Linked DNA regions of Hordeum vulgare: region 2 is linked to region 1. A link is a contact called in public Hi-C data. All regions are on one chromosome and are shown on one strand. Each heading gives the region's core, a stretch centred on a gene start, on an enhancer-like site or on the middle of the called end of the contact. The rest is flanking DNA. Distances are from core to core; before and after follow the strand shown.

What was found. A called contact is a pair of places that touch in the nucleus more often than the background predicts.
Region 2: a Hi-C map of leaf shows a contact between it and region 1, with 5 times the contacts expected there. The contact joins the promoter of LOC123409845 here to the enhancer-like site in region 1. A contact is called at or near these places in 2 of 6 Hi-C or Micro-C datasets (leaf and seedling).

What each region holds. Positions count from the first base shown.
Region 1 is chr7H:469,343,619-469,349,302 of MorexV3_pseudomolecules_assembly, forward strand. No RefSeq gene overlaps it. Among protein-coding and RNA genes, the nearest start is that of LOC123413286, 43 kb to the left of the region's middle. Within about 2 kb of position 3,018, at least 2 of the 3 cell types and tissues checked have open chromatin away from gene starts, as enhancers often do. A contact at or near this core is called in leaf, where this site is marked.
Region 2 is chr7H:469,463,086-469,468,769 of MorexV3_pseudomolecules_assembly, forward strand. It overlaps LOC123409845 (cytochrome P450 89A2-like), which reads left to right and starts at 2,532. Exons shown (of 2, transcript XM_045102716.1): 1 at 2,532-3,649; 2 at 3,827-4,489. The coding sequence starts at 2,693. The coding sequence ends at 4,393.

The DNA.
Region 1 (5,684 bases), core at 1,768-4,267:
ATAATTTCAGTGCTTGCAGATATTCTGAAAACCACTTGTCAGATCCTTCTGCTCCTCGTTGGGTTTGACACTCTTACTTATCGAAAGGACTACGATTGATCCCCTATACTTGTGAGTCATCAGTTCCCACCTGAATGTTGAGGATACCAGCTCCTTATGCTGTTGTACCACCTGCTCAACAGTCATCTTACAACGATTCACCGTAATTGTCCGAGTGAAACTTGCGTCTGGTGTGTGAAGTGTTGCCGTGGCAGCCGGCGACTCAAAGAACATCAATTCTTGACAACAAACACCATAGATGGTCACCACCGGGATTTGTCCAACAGTCAGAGGACACTTAACCGAACCATGCTTGGGCTTGAGGCAAAACTCACACAACTCTGCCTTGCATTCAGAAATAAAATGACCCGTCTCATGCAATGATAACAAGTCATCTTCTCTTTCTTCCGCGCCCATTTGGAGGGTCTATCACCTCCTTCCCCCTTGACCAAAGCACTGCTCTGATCAGCCGGAATAGGATCAGCCACAGCCTTTGCTGCCTCCTTAACCAACGCCAAGTTCGGTTCCTCATGTTCAACCGGTGTTTCGTGAGGAGGAAAAGGAGGCTTCGGTTTCCTTCCCCCCTCTACCACCCCAGCTCTGCCAGAATCTGCCTCTCTTCGGATTTGGGGGACCGATGTCCCCGGCACAAAATTGCCAGGCGGCGCAACAAACCCGTTCCCGTCTCCTCCATTATGCTGCCATGCGTAGCCACGCCCACCTCCGAAGGAAGAAGACCCTCGATGCTGTCCATCCCCAATGCCCACGCAGCTGCTGCCTGTTGGCATCAGGCACAGCAGGAGCACCAGCCGGTGCAGCTGCAACCGGTGGTCTACCCCCGTGTGTGCTGTCTGCTGAGGCCATAGTCGCCATCTTAGTCACCTGCAAAGGAGCGCGAGTCCCCTGTCCCGACGGCCGCGCCGGAGGCTGCGCGGGAAACGGTTGGTGGGGATTGCCCCGCCCCGCCATGGGCCGCGATGCAGTTTTGATGGGAGGCACTCGAGCAGCTCGTCCAGCTTTCAGCCTGGGGAAACCTTGCGAAGGTCGCCGAGGAACCCTAGGCAGAAGCGGCGGCAGAACCTCGTGAGCGAGATCGAAAACGCCAGGGAGATGATCGTCGGGTGTATGGGCTATAGACGAGAACCCTGGTACTCCATCGGTAAAGCCAATAAGAAAGACGCCGGAATTATGGGTTGCATCCTGTGCCATATACCCAGTTGTATCACCTCCCGATCCGGTCAAAACCAACTTAGGCCCGCAGGCAACTCCCAAGGAATTCAAAAATTCCCTCTTGGAATCACGGACTGACGAAACTGACGAAATCATCGGCGACGGCTGCGCCATTTGAACTCTGAATTTCTTCTTCTTCTTGACTGTTTTCCAGGAATTGAGATAAAAAAAGTCTGAAAGGAAACAGGGTTGTCGGTTTACCTTCGGGATCGGGCCTATCCAGGGTTTAATCCCATTAGAAGATTCCTTGTTGATCTTCCCCCTCGAAAGATCTGACGCAATAGAAGCCGACATCTTCTTCTTCACCAACTGAAAATCACCAGCTGACCTGGTTGCAATGGCGATATCCGGCCACCTCGAGGCGGAGTTGAGACTACAGTCTCATCTTCATCTACTGCATCATAATCACCCAAAACCCAAAACCGTCCTCCGAAACACACTGAGTGTGAGGTGAGATCACATACCGCAGCCTGTTCGTCGACGCTCTGTCTCGGTTTCCAGAGGCGACGTACGCGCACCCGGAAACCATCGATCTCCAGCTCGTCCCCATCCTTGGGATCAACCCGATCATGTAAATACGTTCTCGCTAGGATGTCGTGTTCCTCGTCTCTCACCGTGATCCAGCGCGACTTCCTGTGGAGGTAGATGAAACCCCGACGATCGCTCCTAGAGCGCAGATGAGTGTCGACGTGGGAGATCTCCCAGTGCAGATGGGGATCATCCACAGCGGAAGAGAAATCTGCCCCGCCTCGAGCACGGCCCGCCGATCCAGCGATCACCCCGATCGCCTGGTCGTTCGCCTCTTGCGCCTCAGGCGGGAGCGAAGGCGGAAGTGGCAGCTAATGTGCGCAATCTTCCCCTGTTCAACGACAAATTCTCAACATATGAAACTAGGAGTTGGTCGCCCACATTCAGCAGGTGCTCAGCGCATCTATTTTTGTATGTATCCACTGGTTTGCACACAAAAAGTTTGTAATCACGTAGCAGGATCCCTTGAGAGAGAAACATCAGCAGCCGCCGCCTAGTGTTCCTCCCACGGGAGCTTCTAGTCAGCGCTGCAAGCGCCAGTTAACGCATCTGCAGCGTCGCAGGCATGGACAGACCCATTAGCACGCTCATAACCTGGTTAGTTCTTTTTTTGTTGATCGAGTAGAAAAAAAACGTCTAGAATATTTTTCATATGGAAATGAAATTTTGTATAAAATCAAAAAAGCTTTACAAATTTTAAAAAGGTTCATCCATTCGAAAAAAGTTCATATCTTTAAAAAAGGTTTATCAATATTAAAAAAAGTTCATCAATTTGAAAAAAGTTCATTCAAATTGAAAAAAGTTCATCCAATTTGAATAAAGTCATCAAATTTGTAATAAATTGATTCAACTAGAAAAAAGATCATAGAAATTCAAAAAAGAAATCATGTTTTTTAAAAAAGTTCATTTAACTGAAAAAGCTCATAAATCTTCAAAAAATTTCATCAATTTTGTAAAAAATAATCCATTTTCAAATATATGTTCATAACTTTTCAAAAAAGTTCATCAGTATTAAAAAAATCATAAAATTTAATATTTTTAAAAAGGTTCATCGATTTTAAAAACATTCGTTAAAATTTAGAAAAACGTCATAGAATTTTCAAGAAAAAGTTCGTCATCCGGCATCGATATGAGCCGGCCCATTTCAAGAGGTTGCATGCCCTAGTTAACAAAATGCACATTAAGTGGCGCCTGCCGTGCTAAATAGGACATGCCGCCTCCAATGCCGCCAGATGAGCGGGCCCATTTCAAGAGGTTGCATGCGCTAGTTAACAAAATGCACATTAAGTGGTGCCTGCCGTGCTAAATAGGAAATGCCGCCTCCAATGCCGCCATACTGATTCTCCTGGACAACAACTAGTTAGCGAGCACTCCTTTGGGAGTCTCCGAGTGATCACTCTCGCGCACCGCCACTTAGCACGTTCTCAGCCGTCGCCACGTGTCGCACTCCAAACGTTCCCTTCGTATTTTATTTTTTTTATTTTTTCGCATATGTTTTCGGCCTTTTAGAGTGGTTTTTTCTCTGATTTTTCTAGTGTTCCGGTTTCTCATCGGTCTTTCGTAACTTTTGGACGGGAAAAAATTATTTCTTTTTATGGAAAAACCGTGTTTTCTGTTTTTTACGGAAAAAACACTTTTTTAGAGACATGGTTTTGCTTCCGCGAGAGGCGATTTTGCCTTCGCGAGAGGCAGGGCCGTCCCTCTCGGAAAGAAAAAAAATGCGTTTTTTGTTTTTTTTAAGAGGCACGGTTTTGCTTCCGCGAGAGGCACGGTTTTGCCATCGCGAGAGGCACGGCCGTGGCTCTCGGAAAGAGAAAAAACACGTTTTCTGTTTTTTTGCGAGAGGCACGGTTTTGCTTCCGCGAAAGATAAGGTTTTGCATTCGTGAGAGGTACGCCGATGCCTCTCGGAAAGGAGAAAAAACGCGTTTTCTGTCTTTTTTTGCGAGAAGCACGGTTTTGCTTCCGTGAAAGACATGATTTTGCCTTCGCGAGAGGCACGTCCATGCCTCTCCCGAAAGGGAAAAAACGCGTTTTCCATTTTTTTGCCACATGCACGATTTTGCCTTCGCGAGAGACACGGCCGTGCGTCACCTAAAAAGGAAAAAAACTCATTTTCTGCTCCCTTTTTTTTCCTCGAGAGGCACGATTTTGCTTCCGCGAGAGGCATGAACTGTGCCTCTGGGAAAGAAAAAAAAAACGTGTTTTTTGTTTTTTTCTACCGCGTGAGAAACAATTTTTTCGTTCGTTTTTTTGTGAAAAAGTAAAGTTCGTCAAAACCTATCAACATGGGATCTGATTTTGAATCTCGACGAGAGAAAGTGAACAGTAAAAACAGTTCGTGATTTGGCCATGTTTTAAAAATACGGATCTACGAAAAAGAGAAAACTCTTAGGTTGCGACAAATGATACAGATGCAGTGCATCATTTATCGGAACGTGTGGAGCTAGAAGTAATCGTTGGAAGGTATATTCGTTAACTAGTGATTTCATTCCTCCTTTCTTTCGTGTGGCGCCCACAAGAGTAGGGTCCGACTTCTTTGTTGTTTTTCTTATGTCTTATTTTTCTTTGTTTTTCTTCGTTAGCGGCAAGGCGGCGGCGAGGATGATGGCTTGAAATAAGGTTGTAACTGCCGACTAGTGTTGCGGAAATGCGGAACTCTCCATTAGCCAGTGAGAGATTATCAGTGAGGAAGGTAGGTTGCCTAATCTGTAAAAGTTTGTGTCACCCTGGCAGCAAGAATAAGGGCATGTGCTTCTGCTTTTAATAATGGAAAAAAGTGAGCTGGGTGGAGGCTTCAATTTGTACTTGCATACTCCCTTGATCCTTCAAAAGAATAAGAAAGACACAAATACCCGTGGCTCTTTGTCCATAGCAATTTCAACGGGACGATTCATTTTATTCATTGTCGTTTGTTTGGATCCACGCGGATAAGAGTGATGATCCAACATGCGGATCCATTGTTAAAATGCATCCGTTTCGCGTCCGGATCGATCCATTTCCGATCTAAATTTAGGACACAAATGCGTCGGCGCGGACGCGAAATGAACGCGCGCGCGTCCTCTCGATGTCCGTCCCATCCACACCCGCCGGTCGTTCAACTACGTGCGATCAACTTAATTAATGACGACCAACCTCCGCGGGCCCACGCTTCAGCGACCGTGGTCGATCTTTTTTAATGCGAACGTGCGGTGGGGTTCGGCCTCATCTGCTTTCAGAACCCCCCGTCCCCATCTCGTCATGTGTCTGCTCCCTCGTAGGCAACCAAACCCTAGCCAGCATCCATGGTTGGCTCCTCCCAAGAGAAGGGCAAGTCCTCCCTCTACCCCCACGCGATCTTTTCGCCGGCGTCTTCCCGCCAACCTCGTCAACGTATCAGCGTCCCGGTGCACCAAGCGAGGTGGCACTGGAAGCACTGCATCCCGCTGCCGTATCCGGACGTGACCCTCCCGCACCACTCGCATCTGAATCCGGAGAGGATCCCGGTGTCAACCATGCCGCGGTCGGCCCGGATGCACGCGGACGAAGTGAGTCGCCGGAGCAATGGCTCAATCCTGTGTACGCGGTCGACTCTCCCTACTGAGAGGTCTGGTTCGCGGTCGAGCATGAGGAGCAGCGCCGACGCGGCGTGCGCGATGTGCAGTCAGTCCCTCTGCCACCCCTGCTAGTCGTTCGCGACGAGGACCAAGAGGCGGAGGCCGCCTACCAGGCGGCGCTGGCAGCCGCGCTCCGCGAGAGTAAGGAGGAAGACCGGCGCAAGGCCGAGGAGGAGGATGCGGCATATGAGGCGCATCTCAGGGAGGTCATCGCGTTGTCCGCCATCGGCGACTGCGTCGTGCCTCCACTGTCGAAGAACGAGCTACAACCGGAGGTCTACCAGTGGACCGG
Region 2 (5,684 bases), core at 1,282-3,781, 120 kb after region 1:
GTCCTTCATCTCCAGATCCGTCGACCACAAGCTCGTCCCACGCGGGCCCGGAGAGGAGATGGCCGTCCGTCTTGTGCTCCGCCGCTCCGAGGAGGTGGCCGCATGACGTCAGCACTCACACTCGCAACGTCGGGAATTCATTGCTTTCGCGTAACCGGTGCTTGGATCCGGCGTTGTTGCCTCATCGGAGACGGTGCGGTCTGTCTGGCGACCGAACGCCGTGGCGGAAGCGCAACCCCTCCGTTGGCTCGCCGAGCACAAAGCATGGCCGACCTCAGATGATGTCATGACGCAACGTGTCCGCCGGGCGAGGCAGTGGTCACGGGATGCGGCGGAGGCCCTCGCGGCGCGGATGTTGGAGAGGCGGAATCTCACTTCCAGCGCCCCATAGGGTGCAACAGTGCACTCGACGCAACACATCGTGGTGGATGTCGGCTCCTTCCAGAAATGATCCATCATCGACCTCATGTCGACCGGTCCGGGTTACGGGCTCCGACGAGGAAGAATAGGACATGTTAGCCGACGGAAGCTCGACTCCCGTGAACCAGCTAGTGTCCCATGTCCTACTCTACCTCATCGACTACCGGACCGATACTATGAAGGGTGCAGCCAGCCGCCGTACATGAACACGACGAAGACGGATAAGCTCCGCTTAGTATTAGGTTTACGTTGTATGTAATAGTATGGATATGAAAATTTTAATTTAAGATATTCGAATGTAGAATGCAATATTTAAAACGTGGTCGATTAGTGTTGATAAACACACCCGGACACGTTCATCAACATTTGAGACACCGGATTTAAGGATCCTGCTGCTGTAGATGCTCTCAAAGTTGATACGCAGCACACATGCCTCATACAAAGAAATCCAAGATATCCCCAACAGCACACGGTGGTTGTCATTTGCCATGGGATATGCAATTTAAAATCCACCACGCGTATCATCTTATCTTATTTAATGTGGCTAGTATATTGTGGAAGGTACTGTACCTCAAGCATTGAGAGGAAACTTATGGACCAAACGTTGTCCAACAGTACCTTAGCGATTCGCCGAAGGACAAAAACAAAAGAAACTTGCCGTTTACAGCAACTTCAACGCAACATAGCGATCCAAGTCGTTTGCACGCGTTCGTTTGATTCGGTACTGACAAAAGTATAACCCCAACGTGTTAATCCAAACTAAAAAGGCGTCCCTTTTGTGTCTGTATGGATCCATCTTTAACGCAAATTTTGATCACATTTGGATCACGGACGGACACATAACGGTTATTTTCTGTGTCTGCGTCGTCCGTCTGTGTCCGGTCTAACCCACTTATCATTCACCTATCCATTCATCTCTCTTTACTTATTTAATTCGTTGTTCCACACTCGTTCACCTCTTTTTTATTATTTTATTGGCATAGTGTTATCGTCCACTTGCTTATCGTTGGGTGTATTAAATGATTCATTTAAAAAAAACAGATATATACAGACGGACGGATGATCTAAACAAAAAAACGGATGATGTCCGCTTAAATCGACGCGTTGAACTTGCACTTACGTCTTGGTCGAACCAATGACATGGCGACAGTGTGGAAAACGAGATGTGTCATTGCTATTTTGTTTACGAAACACAGTTGAAAAAATTGACTATTTGCTACTTTTAATATGGGGCTTCCAAAAACATCACTGTCAAGATTGACTTTGTTAAAATGCCATTTTGTTCGCGTACAGTTTGATTAACATGACATTAAGCTCCTTTTATTGATTTACCTTTTTCCTTTCCCATTTATAGGCATTGAAAAAGACTAAACTGCCCTTACTGTTATCTACACGAGCTTGGCATCTGATCTGCTTGCAAATTTCCATCTTCAGAACACGCTCACGCATCCATCTCCTGCTCCAGCCGGTGCTGCCATTACGCCAATTGAACTGCTGTTCGGCACCGCCCTCGCGTGTCTTGGTTCTCGGAGTGAGCTATGCCTACGCGTGAAGGGGCGGGCGAGCACCGACGGCAAGCTGCGGTGGCTCGGTGCAGGCATCCGCGAGGCTGTGTCGGCACGTGTAGACGTGCACGAGCACCGACGGCAACTTGCGGTGGCTCGTGCTGTCGCGTAGGCATACGCAAAGGCAACGGTGAGCTGCATCGACGCGAGCAGGCGTGGGCGAGTATCGACGACGACATGCGGTTACTCACACGGGCGTGCTCAAGGCGAGCTGCGGTGGCGAGCGTGGGTGTGGGCGAGCAACAACGGCAACATGTGATTGCTCACACGACCGTTGTCAAGCTAAGGCGGCGAGCTGCCGTGGCTCGGACATGCATCAGTGACATGTCTGACAAGGACAAGCTAGCCGGAGCAATCCCCATCCAACCAGCCTACAAAAGCATTAGATAAGGTTGAAAGAGACAAGGGCACTTTGGTCCTTTCAAGTGCCAAAAAAATGGAAATGAAAAAAGAAATAGAAAAAGGGAAAATGACATGTTAATCAACTGCACTTGAACAGAGTGGCGTTTTTACGAAGCCAATCTTAACAGTGACATTTTGCAGAGCCTCATATTTAAAATGGCAAATAGTCAACACAGCTCGTGGTAAACGATGGAGTTGCCGATTCACGCATTAATTTGGCTGTCCGGCAGATGGAGCTGCATCACTATAAAACCTAGTCCAATACCGCTGCCATGCCGATATAATCATCGAGCATTACCGATGCAATGATCCTACTCCTGTGCATCGTCGTCCTTCCGGTCGTGCTCCTCCTCCTCCTACTATCCTCCAAGCAGCACGGGAAATGCTACATCAGCGGCAGTCCGCTCCCTCCCGGGCCACCATGGCCACGGCTCCCACTTCTCGGGAACCTCCTGTACCGCTGCCTCACAATCGCCTCCCTCGCCGTTGCGCTTCGGCGCCTCCACGCGGCCTACGGCCCCGTCGTCACCCTCTGGGCGGGCGGCAGGCCGGCCATCTTCATCTCCGGCCGTGACGCCGCGCACCGCACCCTCGCCCGCGCGGGGGCCACCTTCGCGCACCGTCCGCCGTCGTGGTCCTTCGGGTTTAACGGCCACAGCGTCAACAGCGCCCAGTACGGTGGCCGCTGGCGCCTTCTCCGTCGCAACCTCAGCTGGCACCTTGCAGGGGCGCCTCTCGCCGTCCCACTGCAAGCTTCTCTCGGTAAGCTTGCTTCGAGCCTCGAGCGTGCGGCGGCGGCGGCGGCGGCGGCGGAGAACCACGTTATTGTGCCATCCGAAATGCTCCGACACGCCGTGTTCTGCTTCTTCGCCTCGCTTTGCTTCGGCGAGGGGGTGGCGGAGGACGTGCTCACGCAGCTACGAGGAGTCCACGCCGAGATACTGTCCCTCGTCGTTGAGCTCGGCGCGTTCCAGCTCATGCCCGCGCTCCTCGAGGTCGCGTGCTACTTCCCTAGGTTCCGGAAGCTATCCAACGCCCAGAAGAGGCACCGTGCTACTGTCATGGCTCTCATCAGTGCTCGCCGACAACGAGACGGCGATGGTGTCGGCGCAGAGCGCCGCCGGTGCTACGTCGACACGCTCCTGGAGCTAAGGCTCCAAGACGAGGAGATGGTGAGCCTGTGCTGGGAGTTCATGAACGGTGCCGCCAAGACGACTTCCACGGCGCTCGAGTGGATCATGGCACGTCTTGTGCTCCACCAGGTATGCGTACAGATAACGTCGTGTCAGCTCGTGAGGACCATGTACTCCTACAGTACGTGCACACACAGTGACACAGATGAAATTTCACTGTCATCGCTCATATAATTGACAGGACATTGCAACTTTTCCTAGACATAACTCATAAAATTTGATATGACATGCAACTTCTCTTCTCAGGATATACAACGGAGGTTACGGAAAGACGTCGCCAGGAGAGGGGAACTCGACGAGAAGTGTAGGGCGGATGGCGAGCGGCGGAGTCCGTTCGTTGAGGCCGTGGTGCTCGAAGCGCTGCGTCGCCACCCCCCGGCGCACTACCTGCTGGCGCACACGACGGACAAGGACGTCTACCTCGACGGCTACGTGATACCAAAGGGCTCTGTCGTCAACTACGGCGTGGCTGATATCGGGCGCGACGCGGCGTCGTGGACGAACCCCGACGAGTTCTTGCCTGAACGGTTCTTGGAGGGTGGAGAAGGATACGGCTTTTCTGTTACCGCCGGCAGAGGGAGCGGCGAGGAGTCGATGAAGATGATGCCTTTCGGGAGCGGGCCGAGGGCGTGCCCTGGCGCCAGTGTCGCTGTGACCGTGCTGAAATCCTTCGTCGAAAATCTGGTCACGTGGTTCGAGTGGACACCGGTTGGAGCGGTGGACATGGAAGACAAACCAGGGATTGTCACCGAGATGAGGACGCCGTTACGCACTTGTTTGATGGTGAGACAGCACGTACACCTGAATATATAAAATGATAGCGTAGCAGGGCATCGATCAACGTCTTGTTAACAGCATCTTCAAAAACCGCGCTTCGGCCCGTGTAAAAAACCTGTTTGCCACGCGTTCTTCGGCTGGTTTAGCGCGGCCGCGAGCGCTGGCTCCAACAACCGCGCTATAATGCAGCGCGCGCCGCTCCAGCCGCACCTAAAAATACAGCGTGCGCAGCACGCACAAACCACATATATATTTCAAAAAATAAAAGCAAAAATGATCAAACAAACAAAATAAATCAATAATAAATAGTCATTACAACTCAAACAAATAGTTTATCGTTCAGTACAACAAATAATGCAATAAACACAACCAATAGTTCATGAACAATACAATGTCGAATGCAGAAATCATGCTCTTTCTCGTCCATGCCATGTCCACCACTCTTCAATCAGATCCTTCTGAAGTTTATTGTGCGTTGCGGGACGCCGAATGACATGATAGGAGGCAACAAAACGGGCTACCCTTTCAGCCCTTCGTCGCACTCGCACGGGATGTCCCGAGAGCTCATACTGTGAGTAGTCTAAATCTTGGCCACGCTCATTCTCGATGATCTTGTTGTGCATGATCACACAAGCGTGCATGATGTACCAAAGCATTTTTTGATCCCAAAATCTAGCCGGTTCTCTCACAATAGCAAATTGGGCTTGCAAAATCTCAAATGCTCTCTCCACATCTTTTCTAGCCGCCGCCTGAGCATTGTGGAAATCAAGATTTTTCTTACCTTCCGGCTTTTTCAACGGCTTCACGAAGGTTTGCCACTTTGGATAGATGTCATCCGCTAGATAATAGCCATAATTGTACGTACGGACATTTTCTACAAACTGCACCGGTGGCAACTCACCATCTGCAATCTTATTTATCAGTGGTGACCGATTAACAACATTGATGTCATTCAAAGATCGAGGCATTCCAAAGAATGCATGCCAAATCCAAGTCTCCTGATCGGCACCGCTTCAAGGATTATAGTGGAACCCTTTTTTTGGCCGTCGAATTGCCCATGCCATGCCTTTGGACAATTCTTCCAACTCTAATGCATGCAATCTATTGAGCCAAGCATGCCAGGAAAGCCGCGAGCCTTGTTCATCGCCAATAGCCTTGCGATGTCTTCAGCAGTGGGAGATCTCAAATACTCCTCGCCGAACACTTGCACAATTCCCACTGCAAAGCGCTTGACGCACATGATGGCTTGGCTCTCACCCATAGCCAAGTGATCATCAACTAGATCAGCCGACATACCGTATGCCAACATACGTAAAGCGGCTGTCAC